2 separate regions of the Hordeum vulgare genome follow, and region 2 is linked to region 1. Evidence: chromatin contacts called from public Hi-C data. All regions are on one chromosome and are shown on one strand. Each heading gives the region's core, a stretch centred on a gene start, on an enhancer-like site or on the middle of the called end of the contact. The rest is flanking DNA. Distances are from core to core; before and after follow the strand shown.

Region 1 (5,439 bases), core at 2,088-4,587:
TTAGTATCCTACAAATTGAAACGACAATACTTTCCATGGTTGAGCTGTTGACCCAGGCACACCCCATACGAGCACTTGATACCTGCCGACCTTATTATTTTCATCCGCAGCTTTTATCTCAAGAAAGTAGTTGTTGCCAATTCCTGAAGGTTGCATGCTCACATACAACACATCGACAAGGGTCATCTCCTTCTTGTATACCAACTTGTGCATTAACACCGCAAAGCGCGCGATTTGCCAGTACAAGGTGTCACGGAAGTTATGAACTTGCACCCATCCATTAGTACCGGTAGGGGGGCCAGGTGGTGACATTGTTGTTGTGGGACTAGGTGGTGGTGGTGCCGATGGTGGTGGTTGGTTAGATTGGTACGTTGGAGGTGTGACAGGTGGACTTAATGGTGATGATGGCGATGGTGGAGGAGGCTGCTCATTAGTCGGGGACATTGGAGGTGTTGTAGGTGGGCTGGATGGAGGTGGTGGTGAAAGAGATGGAGGATTCAATGGAGGCGGTGGTGGTTGCTCACTAGGTTCATATGTTGGAGGTGTAACAGGGGGACTAGATGGAGGTGTTTGTGGGGTGGCTGGAGCTAATGGTGGCGGGCTAGATGATGATGGCGGTGGAGGGGGTTGATCGCTAGGTTGGTAGGGTGGAGGTGTAGTTGGAGCTATTGGTGGAGGGCTAAATGACGGTGATGATGGAGGAGGTTGTTCATTAGTTGGGGGCATTGAAGGTGTTGCAGGTGGGCTAGATGGAGGTGGTGGGGGAATGGATGGAGGACTCAATGGTGGCGGTGGCGGTTGATCGTTAGGTTCATAGGTTGGAGGTGTAACAGGGGGACTAGATGGAGGTGTTTGTGGGGCAGTTGGAGCTAGAGGTGGGGGGCTAGAGGATGACGGCGGTGGAGGAGATTGATCGCTAGTTTGGTATGGCGGTGGTGTAGTAGGAGGACTAGAATCTAATGGAGGTGGAGCCATGGGTGGAGAATAAGACTGGGGTGGCGGTGGTGATGGCGAACCATTACCTTGGTTTGGGGATGGATCAGGTGGCGGCGGTGATGTCTCTGCTTCATTGCAATCCTTTTCTGGCGGTCCTCGACCATTATTGCTATGACCATCACCGCCATGGGGATTTGGACCACGTCCTGGCTTAGGGCAATGTGGCGGTGGTGGTTGATTGCTAGGCTCGTAGGTTGGAGATGTAGCAGGGGGACTAGATGGAGGAGTTTGTGGGGTGACTGGAGCTAGTGGTGGAGGACTAGATGTTGATGACGGTGGAGGGGATTGATTGCTAGGTTGGTAGGGTGGAGGCGTAGTAGGAGGTATTGGTGGGGGGCTAAATGACGGTGATGGTGGAGGAGGCTCCTCATTATTTGGGGCCATAGGAGGTGTTGTGGATGGGCTAGATGGAGGCGGCGAGGGAATGGATGGAGGACTCGGTGGTGATGGTGGCGGTTGATCATTAGGTTGGTCAGTTGGAGGTGCAACATCGGGACCAGATGGAGGTGTTTGTGGGGTGGTTGGAGCCAGTGGTGGGGGGCTAGATGATAATGGTGGAGGGGGTTGGCTGCTAGGTTGGTCTGGTGGAGGTGTACTAGGATCTGTTGGTGGGGGGCTAGATGACAACAAGGGTGGAGGAGGCACCTCATTAGTCGGGTCTAGTGGAGGTGCCGCGGGTGGGCTAGTTGGAGGTGGTGGGGGAGGGCATGGAGAATTCGGTGGAGATGGTGGCGGTTGATTGTTAGGTTCGTAGGTTGGAGGTGTAACAGGGGGGCTAGATGAAGGTGTTTGTGGGGTGGTTGGAGCTAGCGGTGGAGAGCTAGATGAGGATGGCGGTGGTGGGGACTGATCACTAGGTTCGTAGGGTGGAGGTGTGGTAGGATCTATTGGTGGGGGGCTAAATGATGGTGATGGTGGAGGAGGTTGCTCATTAGTCGGGGGCATTGAAGGTGTTACGGGTGTGGTAACTAGTGGCGGTGGGGGAATGGATGGAGTATTCAATGGTGGCGGTGACGGTTGATCGTTAGGTTCATACCTTGGAGGTGCAATTGGGGGACTATATGGAGGTGTTTGTGGGGTAACTGGAGCTAGCGGTGGGGAGCTAGATGATGATGGTGGCGGAGAGGATTGGTTGCTAGGTTGGTATGGTGGAGATGTACTAGGATTTGTTGGTGGGGGGCTAAATGACGGTGGCGGTGGAGGCTGCTCATTAGTTGGGTCTACCGGAGGTAGTGCTGCGGGTGGGCTAGATGGAGGTGGTTGGTTAATGGATGGAGGATTCAATGGAGGCGGTGGCGATTGATCGTTAGGTTCGTAGGTTGGAGGTGTAACAGGGGGGCTAGATGGAGGTGTTTGTGGAGCTTGTGGTGGGGGGCTAGATGACAATGGCGGTGGAGGGGATTGAGGGCTAGGTTGGTAGGCAGGTGGTGTAGCAGGAGCTACTGGTGGGGGGCTAGATGATGGCAATGGTGGAGGCTGCTCATTAGTCGGGTCCACCGAAGGTGCTGTGGGTGGGCTAGATGATGGCAATGGTGGAGGCTGCTCATTAGTCGGGTCCACCGGAGGTGCTGTGGGTGGGCTAGATGATGGCAATGGTGGAGGCTGCTCATTAGTCGGGTCCACGGGAGGTGCTATGGGTGGGCTAGATGGAGGTGGTGGTGGCGATGGAGGTATTTGTGGGGTGGCGGGAGCTTGTGGTGGGGGGCTAGATGATGATGACGGTGAAGGGGATTGAGTGCTAGGTTGGTAGGGAGGTGGAGGTGACTGAGTATTACTTTGGTCAGATGGAGCCGGTGGAGAATAAGACGGGGTTGACGGTGGCGATGGGGTACCGTTACCTTGGTCTGGGGAAGGACCAGCTCCATCAGGCGATGACGGTGATGTCTCTGCATCATCGCAGTCCTTGTTTGGCGGTCCTCGACCCCTATTGCTTGGACCATCCTTGTCGTGGGGATTCGGACCACGTCCTGGTTTAGGGCAATGTGGATTTTTCACCGGCCCTACACCATTTGATTTGTGATCACCACCACCATAGGAGCCCTTCCCGTTTCCACCCGCAGAACTCTTATCTGCCTGGGATACATGGGCGGCAAGCACAAGAATCAGGATGGGAAGAACTACAGGGAGCAGCGATCTCATCGTAGGATGAGAACGCTGAACCTGAATACCGACCAGAGAGAGCTGTTTGTGTTAGCTTACGGGTTTATGCAGAATGAGCAGCGATGCTAGCCATTTATAGTGGGTGTAACCTCGACCTTGGTAATGGCTACGTTTTGCTGGATCCGAGTCGAAGAAGCTTCTGACACTGCCAGGCACTGCACCGGCCTGCATTTGTTAATTCTCAGGTCAGCTCCTCACCAGCTGTGTTCTGACAGATGAAAGAGGGAGAACGAATCACATAAGTGAAAAAAAAGGCAGTACAATCCACTGTGTTTCTCTGCTAATTTCATTGACATTTTGCAGGTTCCATTGTTCTCCGTGCACAGCATCTTTGCCTAGATCACAGGGCCATGCATGATATTGACAGTTAATGCCACACGGGTGGTAACAGGTTGGCCGGGAGGAGCAGACCTTGGGTGGCGTCGGCAGATTCCAAATGAGCAGTCAAAAATGCCAGGTGTGCCCCAGTTGAGTTGATTAACATGACAGCGCAGCACTGCTGCACACGATCAAGTTGACCTCAGAGATAGTTAGCTAGTGTGTCAGATCTTTAGCAGCACACATCAGATGGATGGAAGATCTATCCAGCTGTGAGCTTCCATGGGCAGCTCAGAAACCCAGGAAGGCCGGCCGATCAAGCCGCATCTCTCCGTGTGGAGCTTCCATCTGTTCATATCTGTAGGTAGAATTAGGATCTAGTTGATCTGACGTTTCCAGCTATGGTAAGTAGATTCGCAGTTGTATCTCAAGTTAAAAAAATTGGAACTGCTCCTGCACCAGATCAGCTCGGTTGCTGTGTCAGCATCCCAAGCAAAACAACTCTCCTTGATTCTCATTCCAATGTCAATCCTTGTGTCTTCTCGTCGGTGCAAAAGCTAGACCTTCTTCCAAAGTCACATTAATTGTTGCCCCAGTGCTAATTGGACAGTGGAACCGCGTAATGTTCAAGAAATCAAGATGCCTTTCTCCAAAAAATATTCGAACATGCCAAACTGAAAGTTACAACAATGCTGGAGCACAACTCTTGTAGGGGGCGTTCATATTCATAGGAGAAGTGGGCAGCGGTATTATTGTTATTGCCTTGTTTATTTTTTTGCATGCATCGTTTGACTCTGAGTAGATGAATTTCCGAACTACAAAATGTAGCCTAGGAACACACACAAAAAAGGATCTTTGACTATTTATAGCCATAGGAGAAGCGGGCAGGACACGTAAGAAGATGTGTTCAAGGCTGGGTATGATTGTCATTGGCTTCTTGTTTGTTGTTTTGCATGCATTGTTTGACTCTGAGTAGATGAATTTCCTAACTGCAAAACGTAGTCTTGGAAGACACAAAGAAGGATCTTTAACTATTTACGGTCAGTGGACAATTAATCATCCATAAAAATCTACTGACAATATTCTAATAAGGGAGTGCCGAAGATCTTAACAAGCTGTTTCTCGACCTATGTTAATTTTTATTCTTACTGGTTATGAAATCTTTTCAGACTCGTCAGATCTGGAGATGGAATTCTTTCATTTGATCAGTTGTCTTCTGAGTCATTGCATGAATAAATGGCGATACCAAACGATCAGGTAATGTGTAGGCTATTGCATTTACAAGCATGTTTTTGTTCTCACTAGTTACGGTGATATATGTATGGTTATTTACGGATATCCATCCATGGAGGGCCCTATCTTTGGTGATTTTTGGCTGAAGTAGATTGTTTCACTCAAGTGTTGTAGTAGTTACATTCAGGTTTCAAGTTTCTCTCCTGTATAAATCACTTATTCCTTGGCTAATGGTGGCACTTGACATCTGGAGTTCATTATTATCTGCAGTCTGTACTGATTAGGTTGTGATCTCTTTGTCACTGGCGGCTAAGAATAATAAACCTGATGCGTGGAAAATAAAATGGATACGGATTTACGTACTCTTTCAAGTCATTTCTAGCCAGAACACTTTGCATTGTATCAACCGATATGTGCATGAAGGAAATTTCTTGCACTGGTAGTCTGGTACAGTGATAGTTCTATTCGATGGTCAGCTATGATATTTTTTGTTTTGTAAAAGAACATTACAATGACTCCTTTTCTTTTCTATTCTGGTTAGCCAATGAAAGGGACCTGTACTAAAGGCGTACCACAGGGACACAAGGAGACAAAATTTAGGCATACATTTTCAGATAACTCTATTACTCCGTACCTAAATAATTGTAGTTGGGAAGAACTAGTCTAGTTTTTCCCAACTATAATTATTTAGGTACAGAGGGAGTAGTTGCAAGTGTGTGTGTTCCTCTTTTT
Region 2 (5,439 bases), core at 1,986-4,485, 290 kb before region 1:
TTGCGAACCAACTACGTTATTATCTCATTATCTATATTGATGCTAACTGATCTTTGTATGCAGTGTGAAAAGTTGCGGAGTGAAGCTGCTGCTCTGCCTGGCCTAAAGGCTGAACTGGAAGCACTGAAACAAAGACACTTTCAAGCTCTGGAACTTATGGGGGAACGTGATGAAGAGGTATGGCTGCCAAGTAGCACATCATGACTTACCACACATCATTACTCCCTCTGTTAATGACCTTATCACAAGATATGAGAATCATTGCTTGTTTCCAAAATCTGTCATTATGTTTAGTCTCTGGTCACATGGGAAAATTAAGTCATCTTACAACTTGACCTATGGTTAAGGCCCTCCCCTACTTAGAATTGACCCGTGACTAAGGTTGACAATGAAGCAGTGTTTGTCGTCTGAGTCAGTTAATAAGCACACATAGATAAATTACCAGTACTAGTCTCCTATTAGAAATTGACTTGTGGTTAATTTTAAAATTTGACCTATGGTTACTGTTGACAATGTACTCCATCCGTTTTATTTACTCCGCATATTAGCTTTGACCTAAGTCAAACTTTATAAAGTTTTGACCAAGTTTATCAAAAACAGTATAAACTTTCACAATAAAGAATATATATGGTATGAAAATATATTGAATGGTGATTCAAATCATATTGATTTGGTATTGTGGATGTTAATATTTTTTGTATAAACTTGGTCGAAGTTTAAAAAGTTTGACTCGAGACAAAGCTAATATGCGAAGTAAATAAAAACGGAGGGAGTATTATTGTTTGATTTGACTCAATCTGCCCAATTTCAAAGCCGGCCCAGTTTGGCCGCCTTGCTAGTGTATTGTCTTGTAAACCCTTACCTGCTATTTCATGCGCACTGATTATGGGGCTGTTTTGCAGTTGGAAGAGTTACGGAATGATATTGTTGACCTAAAGGACATGTACAGAGAACAAGTGGATCTTCTTGTTAGCCAGGTTTGAATCATATCAGTTCCTTCCCTTTCTACATACCTAATTAACTCTTCTGGTTGCCTAAAACATCAATTTTTTTGTCTGTTCCTTTTACCAGCTCCAGACATTGGGCGCCCGTGTATAGTGCAATTGACCCAACAAGATAACAGTTTTGAAGGCCCGAACATGTTCCGTCAGAGTTGAAAAAAGCAAAACCCGCGGCGAGTGTGGGAAGTTGATAGTCATACGAGGAAGATATATCTTTATTGATTTTGTGTACATCGTGAAGGATCTTTGTTGTCGGTCTCGGTAGCATAGCCAGTGTGTTGTACACTAGACTGGATAGCTCCACAGCTCTACATTCATTGATGACTTGCATGCAAAGTTTTTCGTTCACAGAAGAGAAGTGTGTCATCGTCTCAGCTAATAAATACTACTCCCTCCGTTTCTAAATACAAGTCTTTTTAAAGATTTCATTTATACTCCCTTCGTTCCTTTATATAAGGTGTATTATTTTCGGTACGGTGACCAATTTACCTAATTATAGACATATTAAGACTAAATTACCCTTGGAAAATTTGTTAGTGGAATGTGAATCAATTAGTCCAAAAAAGTATGAGATAGTTTCCTTCTTTTGGTATAAGGAGAGATACACACAGAAAAGAGATACTTCCCTTTTTTAGGAGGGCGGAAGGAGTAGTTTTATAGTGAATCTATATCAACGCATGGGCCCGCCTGATTCAATTCACATTTGGAACATCAACACGCCCTAATGTCGCCCATGACCAAACACACGTTGGCGTGTTTTGTATAATTTTCTTCCACAGATCATAAAAAAATAATCTATGGTCACGATTTTTTCCCATTAACTCTTGACATACACTCCTTGCTGTCTAAGAACGAAAACATTACTCCCTCCGTTCTTAAATATAAATCTTTTTAGGTATTTTATTAGAGGACTATACTTTAAAATACATCCGTATGTTGTTCTCTATTAAAACCTTTACAAAGACTTATACTCCCTCCGTTTTTAAATATAAGTCTTTGTAGAGGTTCCACTAGCATAGACATATTTTAGAATGTAGATTCATTCATTTTGTTTCGTATGTAGTTTTTTAGTATTTTTTTTTAAAAGACTTATATTTAGAAACGGAGCGAGTATTTTACATTCGGTATATTTTCGGCAGCTGATATACGTCTCATGCTAATCGCTATCAGCAGTCAGTAGCATGAGATTTTCTTCTTGTAGCCCCCGCGCGACGCGAGCACGCCGGCCCAGCCCCGGAGGGCCACGGACGCGCGCACCACGGCGCCGAGCGCGACGCACAAGGCGACCGCGCCAGCCAGCCTCAGCTCCGCCGCGGCCGCGTCGAGGGCGCGCGCGGCGAGGGCCGAGAGCCTGCACGCGTCCGACGCGGCGAGCGCGGCCACCGCGAGCAGCGCACCGGCGAGCAGCAGCAGCAGGGAGAGGGCGGCGGCGGCGAGGAGCGCGCCGGAGAGCAGGCCGCCGCAGAGGATCCCCGCGAGGAGGAGGCCAAGGTGGTGCTCCAGTGCCGTCGCCGCGTGCGTGGACATGTCCATGGCCATGTGCTGGGCTGGCAGGGGAAGATGGCGGCGGGGAGGCAAATGCCGGCCGCGCAGAGGAGACCGACCGGCGAGAGGAGGAAGAAGGGAAGCTTGTCACGCGCGATCAGTTTTCATTATTCCTTTTGCCCTGCTGTGCACGTCTGGTATAAGTATATGGTATGGATGCTTGACGAGCTACGTACGTGCACGTTTCGGCGAGGGGCAAGCCAAGGATCGATCGATAGCGGATGACAAGTGCTCCCAGAATATTTATACATTTTTGGAGTCCCGTGTGTTTTCTTAAACACAATACAGGACGGAGCGCACACCCTATTTTTACGAGCACATGCGAGAAATTAAGTCCGCGTATCATCTTACAATTTATAAATTCCTTTCATAATATGTCGTATCGTTGAAAATTTTAAAATAAATTCAGAAATAAATGCGAGCATCGGGATTTGGTTCCTGATGGATCAGAGATAACCTTAGCCTAAGAAAGTTTAAAATTCCACGTGTGGCAGACGTTCAATTTCAAATTTTTTTTAGAAGAATGTTTTTTTTTTTGAGACGAAAAAGAATGTTCAATTTCGTGAGCCCGTTCCACGGTTGGGCCAGAAACTGTCGCATTCAGCCCATCAAACGCTGGAACGAACCCAGAGCAAAACCCTCGTCGTCGTCAACTACTCACTCCTCCCCCCTCCCCAAAACCCTAGCCCCCACTCCCGCCCACCCCCGCCCCCGCCATGAACTACCGCTTCCAGAACCTTCTAGGCGCGCCGTACCGCGGCGGCGACGCCGTCTTCGCGGGGGACTCCTCCGTGCTCCTCTCGGCGGTGGGGAACCGCGTGGCGACCACCGACCTCGCCGCCTCCTCCTCGCTCACCCTCCCCTTCGAGTCCTCCGCCAACATCGCCCGCCTCGCCACCTCCCCCTCGGGCGACTTCCTCCTCGCCTGCGACGACAAGGGCCGCGCGCTCTACGCCAACCTCCGCCGCCGCGCCGTCCTCCACCGCGTCTCCTTCAAGGCCGCCCCCTCCGCCGTCCGCTTCAGCCCCGACGGCCAGCTCATCGCCGTCGCCGTCGGCAAGCTCGTCCAGATCTGGCGCTCCCCCTCCTTCCGCAGGGAGTTCTTCCCCTTCCACCTCCTCCGCGTCTTCCCCGGCTTCGCCGCCGGGGTCACCTCCTTCGACTGGTCCCCCGACTCCGCCTCCCTCCTCGTCGCCTGCAAGGACCTCACTGCCCGCCTCCTGCCCGTCAAGCGGGGCACCGGTAACAAGCCCTTCCTCTTCCTCGGCCACCGTGCGGCTGTCGTTGGCGCCTTCTTCGCCACCGATAAGAAGTCGGGCAGAGTCCACGGGGTCTACACGGTTTCAAAGGACGGAGCTATCTTTACATGGAATTTGGTGGAGGGCAATGATGCCGCATCTCCTCCACCTTCACCCGGGACACCAGAGCAGGATGGTGAGCCGGAATTGGATGCTGGGAGCAGCAGGAAGAGGAAGAGCTTGGAAGAGCCCAGCACCACTCCGCTTCATTTGGCAAAGTGGGAGCTGCAGAAAAAGAACTTCTTCATGCAGGCGCCTGCTAAGCTAACAGCCTGTGATTACCACCGGGATCTTGACATGGTGGTGGTTGGGTTTTCTAACGGGGTGTTTGGGCTGTACCAGATGCCCGACTTTGTGTGCCACTGCCAGCTCTCAATATCAAGGGAGAAGATCACCACAGCTATTTTCAACAGCTTGGGGAATTGGTTAGTTTTTGGGTGCGCCAAACTTGGCCAACTGCTGGTGTGGGAGTGGCGGTCAGAGAGCTACATTTTGAAGCAGCAGGGTCACTACTTCGATGTCAACTGCATTGCATACTCACCAGATTCTCAGTTAATTGCTACTGGAGCTGATGATAACAAAGTCAAGGTATGTTGGAACTAGTGGTGCCATTTGCAATCTCTGTTATATCCTTTTTCTGCTTGGCCGGCTGTGCTCTTAAAGTAGGCCAAGATACTTGATGAAATGCTATTGAGATGATGAAGTAATTGATATTTTTTCTAGTACCTCTTTGAATTGAAAACCAGAAATTATAACTATCACAACTTTTTCCTATGTCTAAGACCATATTGTTTTAACAGTTAAGTATATCATTATCCTGCATTGAGTTTGATACACGTGACTTGCTTGCTGCAGGTCTGGACGGCTGCCTCTGGGTTCTGTTTCATAACATTTTCCGAGCATACAAATGCTGTTACTGCAGTTCATTTTATGGCCAATAACCATTCTCTTCTCAGTGCCTCCCTTGATGGGACTATTCGAGCATGGGATCTGTTCCGTTATCGTAACTTCAAGACATTTACGACCCCTTCACCTAGACAATTTGTTTCTTTAACGGCAGATCAGAGCGGGGAAGTAATTTGTGCTGGAACACTTGATTCATTTGAGGTGTGTGTATACACTCAACATTTTTCTGGCAGTCCTTTTGCTGCCTATATGCTCTAATTCTAGTTCCTTGATAACCACAATGTTATTCATGCAGATTTATGTTTGGTCAATGAAGACTGGTCGTTTGTTGGATGTGCTCAGTGGCCACCAAGGACCAGTTCATGGTCTAATGTTTTCACCAATCAGTGTAAGTCCATGCTTTGCTGTATTTTGGTTCCTATTCCTGGTAGTTAAAAGTACAATTTTTTTTGAAACAAATTGACTAAGGAAATTGTGCTGAATCTGCTCTATTAGTGGTTCTATGTATTTTGTAAATCCACAGAAAGAGTAACTAGCTTATGTTTTGTAGGCTATTTTGGCTTCATCATCATGGGACAAGACCGTTCGTCTTTGGGATGTATTTGAGAGCAAGGGTGCTGTGGAAACGTTTCAGCACTCACATGATGTTCTTACCTTGGCTTATCGTCCTGACGGAAGGCAGATTGCAT

The links. A called contact is a pair of places that touch in the nucleus more often than the background predicts.
Region 2: a contact with region 1 is called in a Hi-C map of leaf, with 3 times the contacts expected there. The contact joins the promoter of LOC123450046 here to the promoter of LOC123419246 in region 1. A contact is called at or near these places in 2 of 6 Hi-C or Micro-C datasets (leaf and seedling).

Annotation. Positions count from the first base shown.
Region 1 is chr1H:497,947,116-497,952,554 of MorexV3_pseudomolecules_assembly, reverse strand. LOC123419246 (extensin-like) reads right to left here and starts at 3,337. Exons shown (of 1, transcript XM_045107143.1): 1 at 1-3,337. The coding sequence starts at 3,135. The coding sequence ends at 1. It also overlaps the pseudogene LOC123402080.
Region 2 is chr1H:498,236,907-498,242,345 of MorexV3_pseudomolecules_assembly, reverse strand. LOC123450046 (periodic tryptophan protein 2) reads left to right here and starts at 3,235. Exons shown (of 8, transcript XM_045127447.1): 1 at 3,235-4,432; 2 at 4,700-4,951; 3 at 5,046-5,138; 4 at 5,301-5,439. The coding sequence starts at 3,263. It overlaps LOC123450055 (golgin candidate 5-like), which reads left to right. Exons shown (of 19, transcript XM_045127456.1): 17 at 64-177; 18 at 903-977; 19 at 1,072-1,406. The coding sequence ends at 1,098.